Linked DNA regions of Mus musculus: region 1 is linked to region 2. The links are chromatin contacts, called in public HiChIP or PLAC-seq maps. All regions are on one chromosome and are shown on one strand. The core of a region is the stretch at or near the end of the contact, and the rest is flanking DNA. Distances in the headings are between cores, read along the strand shown.

Region 1 (4,162 bases), core at 148-2,647, 610 kb after region 2:
ACAGTCCTCAATGGAAATACCATCTTTGCTACAAAATATTTACATCAGAAATTGTGGGAAAGCATAGCATGCCTACTTTGATTTTATTGTGATTTTTTTTCTTCCTGGCCATCTTTGCAACAGGGCTGATGTGCCTGACCATGGACAGAATTCCTGCAGGAATCTTCCAGAGAAATCAGGTCCCACCTTCCTCCAGAAGCGGAGTGTTTATCTGCCACTTGCTTGGTTTTGAAATCGTTTCTTTTCATTTTTTAATCCACAAGCCTGCAGTTGGCTTTGATTACCCAGGAAGCCCTCTGCCTGGCAGACAGGACCCATCACGAGAGTGACTTTTTCACATGCCCCTAAAACAGCATCACGGGTTAAAGGCAGAGGCGGGAGGCTTGCGTACCTCATGCTGTACAGAACCACTGACTGTCAAGTTGGGTGCAGACAGGCTCCCACCCCGGGCCCAGGGTGACATTCCTTACTGGTACCTCAGAGAAAGAATTCGGCAAGTACCATTCTGAAAGCCTCCGGAACTAAACAGACCCAAAACTGAACAGAAGGAAAGAAAAAAAAAATTCATTGCACCGTATCTCCAAATCTGAGAAAATGAAGTCTTGGGACTGAAAAGAGCTTGACTCAGCTCTCCTCCGGGCTCAGAACAGCCTCTACACCTCCTACGGGTGCCTGCTGCCCTGAGAGAATCGAACAACAAAAACCCAGACCTTCCTTCTCTAACCTTGCCTGCTACAAACCCGAGTAGAAGCAGCTAGGAATCCTCCCCTTCCCTCCCCTGCTCCATGTGCATTTTAAATACCCCTTATTCTACACCCTAATTTCTTTGAGGGGGCAGGGGGGGAAATCGGTGTCACTAAAAAAACGTCACTCTGTTTTTGCAAAATCCATCAGCTTCTTTGGCAGCAGGGAAGGCTGGCTGGCATTATCCCCTCATTTGACAAAACTACTATTTCTGGGCACGGACTCAAAAACAGGTAGGAAGCAAATGCTGAGAAATACGGAAGTGGAAACAGCCAACAGCTTTTTCACTACCAAGAACGCCAAGCGTAAACATGATTTATTTAGCTGTGTGTAGCACGCCCGTCCTCCACTCAGCTACAAGCCCACTTGGGTTGAAGGGAAGGGTGGGTAGGAGGGGAACAGGAAGGGAAAAGCTGGGAAGACAAGAGGGAGAGAAGAGGCCATAGCTCCCTGGGGAGGCTCCTGAGCGGTTCCGGTTGTGAGTTTGAGGAGAACAAGAATATTATACCCCCAAAATATATGTACGTGTCAAAAGAAGGCAGCCCTAATCCGCGGGTTAATTAAGGAACCGCCACTAACAAAAGATGCAAGAGCCGACTCGTGCAAACAGAACGTGCACGGGCTTCTAGGCTCTCTGCTGCTCCCTGGCTTCTCCACACACCATTTGGGCTCCACGGAGTCAGAAGACGGTTTCATGCCAGATTCAGCCACAGAGAGAGCCTAGAACCTCGATACCTCCCTTTCGCATCCTTGCAGGCCTGCACGGAACGCAGGTCCGGATTCAATTACAGGTGCCACACGCCTGGCTGCAAGCCTACCCTCCGGTACGGTACAGATCTAGTCTTCTACTTCTATCTGCGATCCCCCACCCACCCACCTCCAGTCCAGCGGGTGGAACAGGAACTCTGAGGGTGCACACGCATTCACCCCATCCCAAACCGAAGCTGACAAACACATCAGATGCACAGCAAGGTCAGCAGACCTAAAGAGCAGAATTAGCCTGGAGCCTTCGGGTCCAGCAAGAGGTTATTATTAAAACTTGGATTCGGGTCACCCAGCATTGGCAGAGGGAAAAGAAACCAAGCTTCTTTGAATATAAAAACTGAAGAAAGAAAAAAAAAAAAAAGGTAAAACATTGGCCCCCTGCAGGCCACTGGAGACCGGCTTCTCCCTAGTGAAGGAAGGTACCATTTCATAGCCACCAGCTGCGGACTCAATGGGTACAGATGCTAATTTCTGAGAGCTTTGAGGCGGCAGAGAAAGGAAAGCCAGATCCGAGTTCCTTTTCACCTGCATTGAGCAAGACTACACATTTGAAGGCTGCCTGCTGTATACATTTCACCCAAGTCTGTATCCTATACCCACACACACACATACACACCCTCACCCCCATCTCGCTCCCTACCCTTCCGCGGCCAGAACCTAGTATCAGGAGGGGAAGAGGACATGTTCTGGGGTGTTCAGGTCAGGGTAACAGCAACACCACTAGGTATTAAGATAATGAATCTCTTCACGTTCCCAAAAAATAAGGAGCTGGAAGTGGGGAGCTACAGAGAAGGGCCTCTGAAGTGAATGGAGGTGGGGGAGGGGCGTTTCCTTGTGGTATGCCGTAAGCCTCTCCCCAAAGCCCCCAAATGCTTCCTCTTCGCATTAAAAACAACACCCTATACAAGCAGCTGTTGGATTCCTTTCCTCTTTGCAAATTAGTCACCCCGCCCCCAGGGCCCAAACAATAACAGTCTCGCTGGTATGATGTCTATGAAATCAGCCGTAGCTTCGCTCCACTCGCTTATGCTCCTATATAGATGGAGACTGGTTAGTAAAAAAAAAACACATCCCCATTCTACAGATACAGGCATCAGCTGAGGGACTGGATGGCCCTGGACCTTTAAAGGATAGGCCAGGCTGTGCGTCAAAGGTCCCAGACAGACTCCACCCCAGTGCCTAAACCCTGAGGTAACACCTGATGCTCCAAAAGCAACAAATATTTATCAAATGCCTAAGCAGTGCCATCAAGGGGAGCGGCGTTGTGGGAAAGCCTACAGGAACACGGAGATTTCTCCAAGCAGTGAAAGTGAAGGGGGTGGGCAGGGGTGCTGTTGCAGGCGCCGCCGCTTCAGCTACCGACCCCAGTGGCTGAACTGCCAGGAGATCCAGCTGACGGAGGGCTCCATTTCTATGCACACCTCCCACACACGGCTCCTGAACAAAGCCAAGCCAAGCCACCTGTGCCCTGAGGACACAGCTCAGGGCTCAGGACCTCATAGCCAGGCAGCGCTCTGTCACTCTAACACTGGCACCGAGGCAAGAAAGATCTACACACCCTTACCTCGAAGGATGGGGGAGGGGGGATAGAAGAGGGGCGGGGATGGGGGTGCTCGATGCATCAGCCCTAGAGGAAAGCCTTCCACTGTGAGGCCTTAAGGCTTAACTCAAATCGAGGTGAGGGAGAATCATGTATAATTTTTAAAATTCCTTTTGAGTTGTCAAAGTAAGGAAAGTAAGGAAAGCACAAGTGGTTAGCTGGCCTTCTCCTTGGGATGGTGGCCATTAAGTATGAACTGTGAACCCTCCTCCTCTCTCTCACACACCTAGCCTCCAAAGACACTGGATGCTCATCTCCCTTGACTGGGAAGAACACACACACACACACACACACACACACACACACACACACACACGGTGTTTCATCTTTCCTTCTGTAAAGGAACCCAGGTACATAACTATTAATCCGACACAGAACTGGCCTTTTCCTCCCAGCCCACTCTGAAGGCAGGGTTGTGATCTTTAGCCGTATTTACAGATATCCAAAGGCAGTTTCTGTCTTGTTGGAACTGTCATAAATGGACGTCTGAGAAATCCAGGAGCAAGTTCGGGCAGAGAGAAACCCTTCCTGTCCAGGACTGGCGGGTTTCCGTTCCAGAGAAGGACTTACTCCTCCCCAAGGCTTTTCAACAAATAAATTGACAAGTACCTTTAGACTCCATCAGAAAAGCCAGTTGCTCCAAGTTTGGATTAGCTAAACCTGTGCGTTTTGGTTTTTTTGTTTTGTTTTTTTCTTTTGAAGATCAACTTTCTCTCAAAATACCAGGAAGGTATTATTGACACAGAACCCAGACAGGGCAGAAGGCACAGCCTACCATCAGGCCCAAACTTTAAGTGCACGTGGACACACATTTTTTAAACCACCTTGCCTACCTACTGTTATAATGTATCGATTCAGTCTAGCTCAGACCTATTTCTGAAAAATGGAGAACAGAGAATTGGGCCCAATCCTATGCTGCAAACGATGTCTCAGGTAAGGCAAATTCACAGGCAAACAACACACGGTTTTTGGGTACTGTTTTTCCAGCTCTGGGAGAGCTTCAACCACGAGGCCAACTTTTAAGACACAGGACCAGAAATTCTAGCAAGATAA
Region 2 (3,882 bases), core at 218-2,717:
CTCCCAGCACAATTAGCGGCAAGCAGACCGCCCATTGTTCATATTAGTGGCAGCTCTGTGATATGGGGGAGAAGTGGCTCACGGGCCGCATCCCTGTCTTTCTAGCCTTAAAGAGCTTGTGCCTGCTGCTGTACACCAGATGAAGCTCTGATCAAGGGCTGGCTGTCTCCACTCAGGACCTTAAGGAAATGTGACACGGGCTCACACTGTGCCCTTGCTAGCTCCAGACCTTCAGTCAGCACCTGTTGCCAATTCCCGACTCCACATTTCTGTGTCAGTGCTGTGGCGCTCCTGACATAGCCGCTGTGGTTCACCTCCATTCCAGCCACCTCACCTTTCCTGTTTCAGATGCAGGTTTGGATTTCCGTAGAACTTTGCCCAGCTCACGCTAAAAAGCCTGGACCTGCGCAGAATTGAAACCAAGCTCTCTACTTGTTCACTGGGTGACCTTGACCAAATTTCTATGCCTGAGTTTTCTCATCGGTGCCAGGGGGTTTCCCTGTTAGGGGCTGAGTTGGGACTGATGCATTCATATGTTAAATCCCTAATGTCTAAAACCCAGCGTGTACAGGCCAGGGTTCTAAAGTGGTGATCGTGTAAACTGCCTTTAGTAGGGTGCACCCTAGTCCTGGGGACTGCTGCTCTGATAAAAGGGGGAAAATATGGACTTGGATAAACAAAAAGGGAAGAGTTGACTAACAACACATGGGAAAGAGCATCAGCAGGCTAAGGAGGGAGGGAGGACTGCAGAAGGAGTCAACCTGCTGACATGCCGACCACCTCGGCCTTCTAAACTGTGAGGCACTAAGGTCTTGTTGCCCATGCCGCCGCACTATGGTGGGCCTACTAAACTAACACTACTCTCAGCCTTCCAGAAGACTGTCCTAAATGATTGAACTGTCACTCTCCATGGTAGTCAGCACACACTATACTCCATTGTGAGACACAACTGCCACAGGCCAGCACGTGCCACAGGCCCAACTTGTGGAACGTGCCTCTTTGGCGCAAGGCTTATTTTGAGCTGGTTTTGTTTGGTTTTGCTTTCTATTTTCTGTTTTTAAGAAATTGTACATACATACAGGGGTCACTTCGAAAATTTCCATGGGAGACATTTACATCTGCGAGTGATTTACTGTGAGTGGGGGCAGTGTGTGTGTGTGTGTGTGTGTGTGTGTGTGTGTGTGTGACCTTTATACCATCGAGAGCAACCCTGAATGACCAGAGATGCTTACCACAGAAGTCTGTTCTACTTAAATCTATAGTACAAAATGTACCCTGGTTTCTTGGTATTTTCCCTGGTTGGTTTATCTCAACTGGACTTACTTCGAGCCCACCCTGCTTTCATTCTTCTCAGGCTTAGAGAAGAGAGTGTTAAAGCCTCAGGTCTAAGATAACACACCGAGATCTCTCCGGAGATCAGCTCTTCTCTGAGCTGTCTCACATCTGTACAGGAAGTAGACCGAGCTGGCATTAAACTTGTGTTTGTTTTTCTCTTTGTTAGCCTGCCTCCAGCGACAAAGGTCTGTCCCCGCTAAGAATGGAGTAGACAGAAACATCACACATCCTTTCTCCCCTACCACATATAACTGATACGCGTGCCCAGGACACCTTTGACTGTGTGACATAGGAGAATCCTTCCCGGGTTTGCCTGGTAGGAAATATGAGCGAGCAAAGCCACCTTTCTGTTTAAATCCAACCAGAGGTGGCATGTTCTTAGAAACTCAAGTTTCCACCATCATGCAGGTGCTGTTGTAAGGATTTATTAGTCTAAACTATACCGATACCCTGTCTCTCTTCTGTGGGAAGTTGAACACCTCTTACGTGCCCTTGACTTTGCTAAAGCCAATGGAAACCAATACTTAATTAATCCTCAGTTTGAAGTTCCTTGGCCCGTGTTGGTTACCATCGAGGGACACTCCCTTGGCTACTAAAGAAACCTCCATATGGTGGTGGTCCAGCTGGCAACCATGAACTGAAATCCATTGTACTGTCTATGCTTAGGATAACAATTTTGGTGGAATTTTGGATTTATATAGCAGACCCCACAAGGTTTGTCTAGAATAGATAGAAAAGTTCAGCTTTAACTAGGTCAATATTTTCCTTACTTTGTGTTCAGCCTGTGGTCTAACAACTAACAGGTCCTCTTTGCAGCCTTGCCAGGAATTAATCTAAATTTATATTTTCCAAAAGATACTACTTGAAAGAGAATGACTTTGAATATCTACATTTGTGTATTTATTTTATGTGTATGTGTGTTCACCTAGATATATGTGCCCTATGGGCATGAAGCAACCTATAGAGGTCAGAAGGGAGTGTTGGATTCCCTAACCTTCTCAAAACGGAAGTTTCTTCTTCTACACCCAGAAACTCATTTTCTTCCCTGTGGCAAACTTAGTGGATCGAAGGACACTATGACAATGGTAAAGATCGAGTGACTGGCAGTGACCTGAGCTTTTAGGTAGATCCTGTCGTGCAGCCTGAGGGGTAAGCACAGATCATCACCTGCTTGTCACCCCCATCCCCACCCCCATTGAATGGCTTGTTCTGGAACGAAGTACTGTCGCCTGTTTCTGTGTGCAGACGAGTGTTCAACATTGCAATGTTTCTCACGAGTGACAAGGACACATGTCTGTGCAAAGAAATTAATGTTCTTGTCACAGCCGACTCCTCTGACATGAACAAGTGGTTCCCATGCCCGTGAGAGCAGAGGTGGCAGATCACAGGGTGGGGGGGGGGGGAAGGGGGCACCCTTAACAGAGGGACCAGGATGTCTCAGCTCCACGCTGCACATGAGGAGAATACAGGCTCTTGCTCTACCCTGACCAGGAAGCAGGGAGAGTCCCTTGCAAAGGATGCTTTTGATCCAAGACAAACAACACAGTCAAAGGCATGCTCCCATCCCCAGACAAGGTAGCTGCTCTGACAAGCATTGCCTGATGGATGAGCTGAGCTCAAAAAGCTTTGTTAGGATCTGTGAATACCTCATGCCTCATGCTGCGCATAGGCTAAGCAAGCAGACCAAGTCACAGCTGCTGTTCACTGTCCACACCACCTCCCTCCCTCTCTCTCTCTCTCTCTCTCTCTCTCTCTGATGTGTGTACGTATGTATGTATGTATGTATGTGTATATGTGTGTGTATGTATGTATGAGTATGCATATGTGTGTATGTCTCTCTGTGTGTATCTCTGTATGTATGTCTGTGTGTGTGTTTGTGTATGTCTGTGTGTGTATGTCTCTGTGTGTGTGCATATATGTATATGTCTCTCTGTGTGTGTATCTCTGTATGTCTCTCTGTGTGTTTGTGTATGTCTGTGTGTATGTCTATCTTTCTCTGTGTGTCTGAATCTCTCTCTCTCTCTCTCTCTCTCTCTCTCTCTCTCTCTCTCTCTCTGTGTGTGTGTGTGTGTGTGTGTGTGTGTGTGTGTGTGTGTACAAATTTAAGCATTGCTCCTCAGTAGTCATCCACCTTGTTTTCTTGAGACACTGTCTCTTTCTAAGACCTAAGATTTTCCAATCAGGTTAGGCTCTCTGTCCAAGTAGCCACAAAGATCTGCCTTTCTATACCTCCCCAGGATTTGGGTTGTGCGTGCTTAGTACCATGTCTGTCTAACCTTAACCTTAACCCTAACCCTAACCCTAACCCTAACCCTAACCCTAACGTCGACCCTAACGCCAACCCTAATACCATCCCTAAGCCTGAGTATCAAAGTCAAGTCTCTCATGCTTATAAGGCAAGTTGTTATCCACTGATCATCTCCCAGGCCCATCTCACTTCCTTTGCTGATATCCCTCACTGTACCCCTCACCCATCCTGGAGGCCTCAGTCTGTGAAAGGCAGAGCAGATCTTATGGAAGGAATTTCTTCTTGCCAGGTTGTGACCT

The links. HiChIP or PLAC-seq counts read pairs in DNA pulled down with a chosen protein or histone mark.
Region 1: an H3K27ac HiChIP or PLAC-seq map of embryonic brain shows a contact between it and region 2, with 21 times the contacts expected there. The contact joins two enhancer-like sites. A contact is called at or near these places in 1 of 484 Hi-C or Micro-C datasets (CD4 T cells), 5 of 115 datasets of contacts at active chromatin or transcription factors (craniofacial prominence, double positive thymocytes, embryonic brain and 2 more) and 1 of 9 other capture datasets (embryonic stem cells).

The regions. Positions count from the first base shown.
Region 1 is chr12:107,975,309-107,979,470 of GRCm38.p6, forward strand. The region is part of intron 2 of Bcl11b (B cell leukemia/lymphoma 11B); the gene reads right to left. Among named protein-coding and RNA genes, the nearest start is that of Bcl11b, 26 kb to the right of the region's middle. Within about 2 kb of position 1,398, at least 39 of the 459 cell types and tissues checked have an H3K27ac peak or open chromatin away from gene starts, as enhancers often do. A contact at or near this core is called in thymic regulatory T cells, where this site is marked.
Region 2 is chr12:107,360,819-107,364,700 of GRCm38.p6, forward strand. No RefSeq gene overlaps it. Among named protein-coding and RNA genes, the nearest start is that of Gm52008, 250 kb to the left of the region's middle. Within about 2 kb of position 1,468, at least 33 of the 459 cell types and tissues checked have an H3K27ac peak or open chromatin away from gene starts, as enhancers often do. A contact at or near this core is called in thymic regulatory T cells, where this site is marked.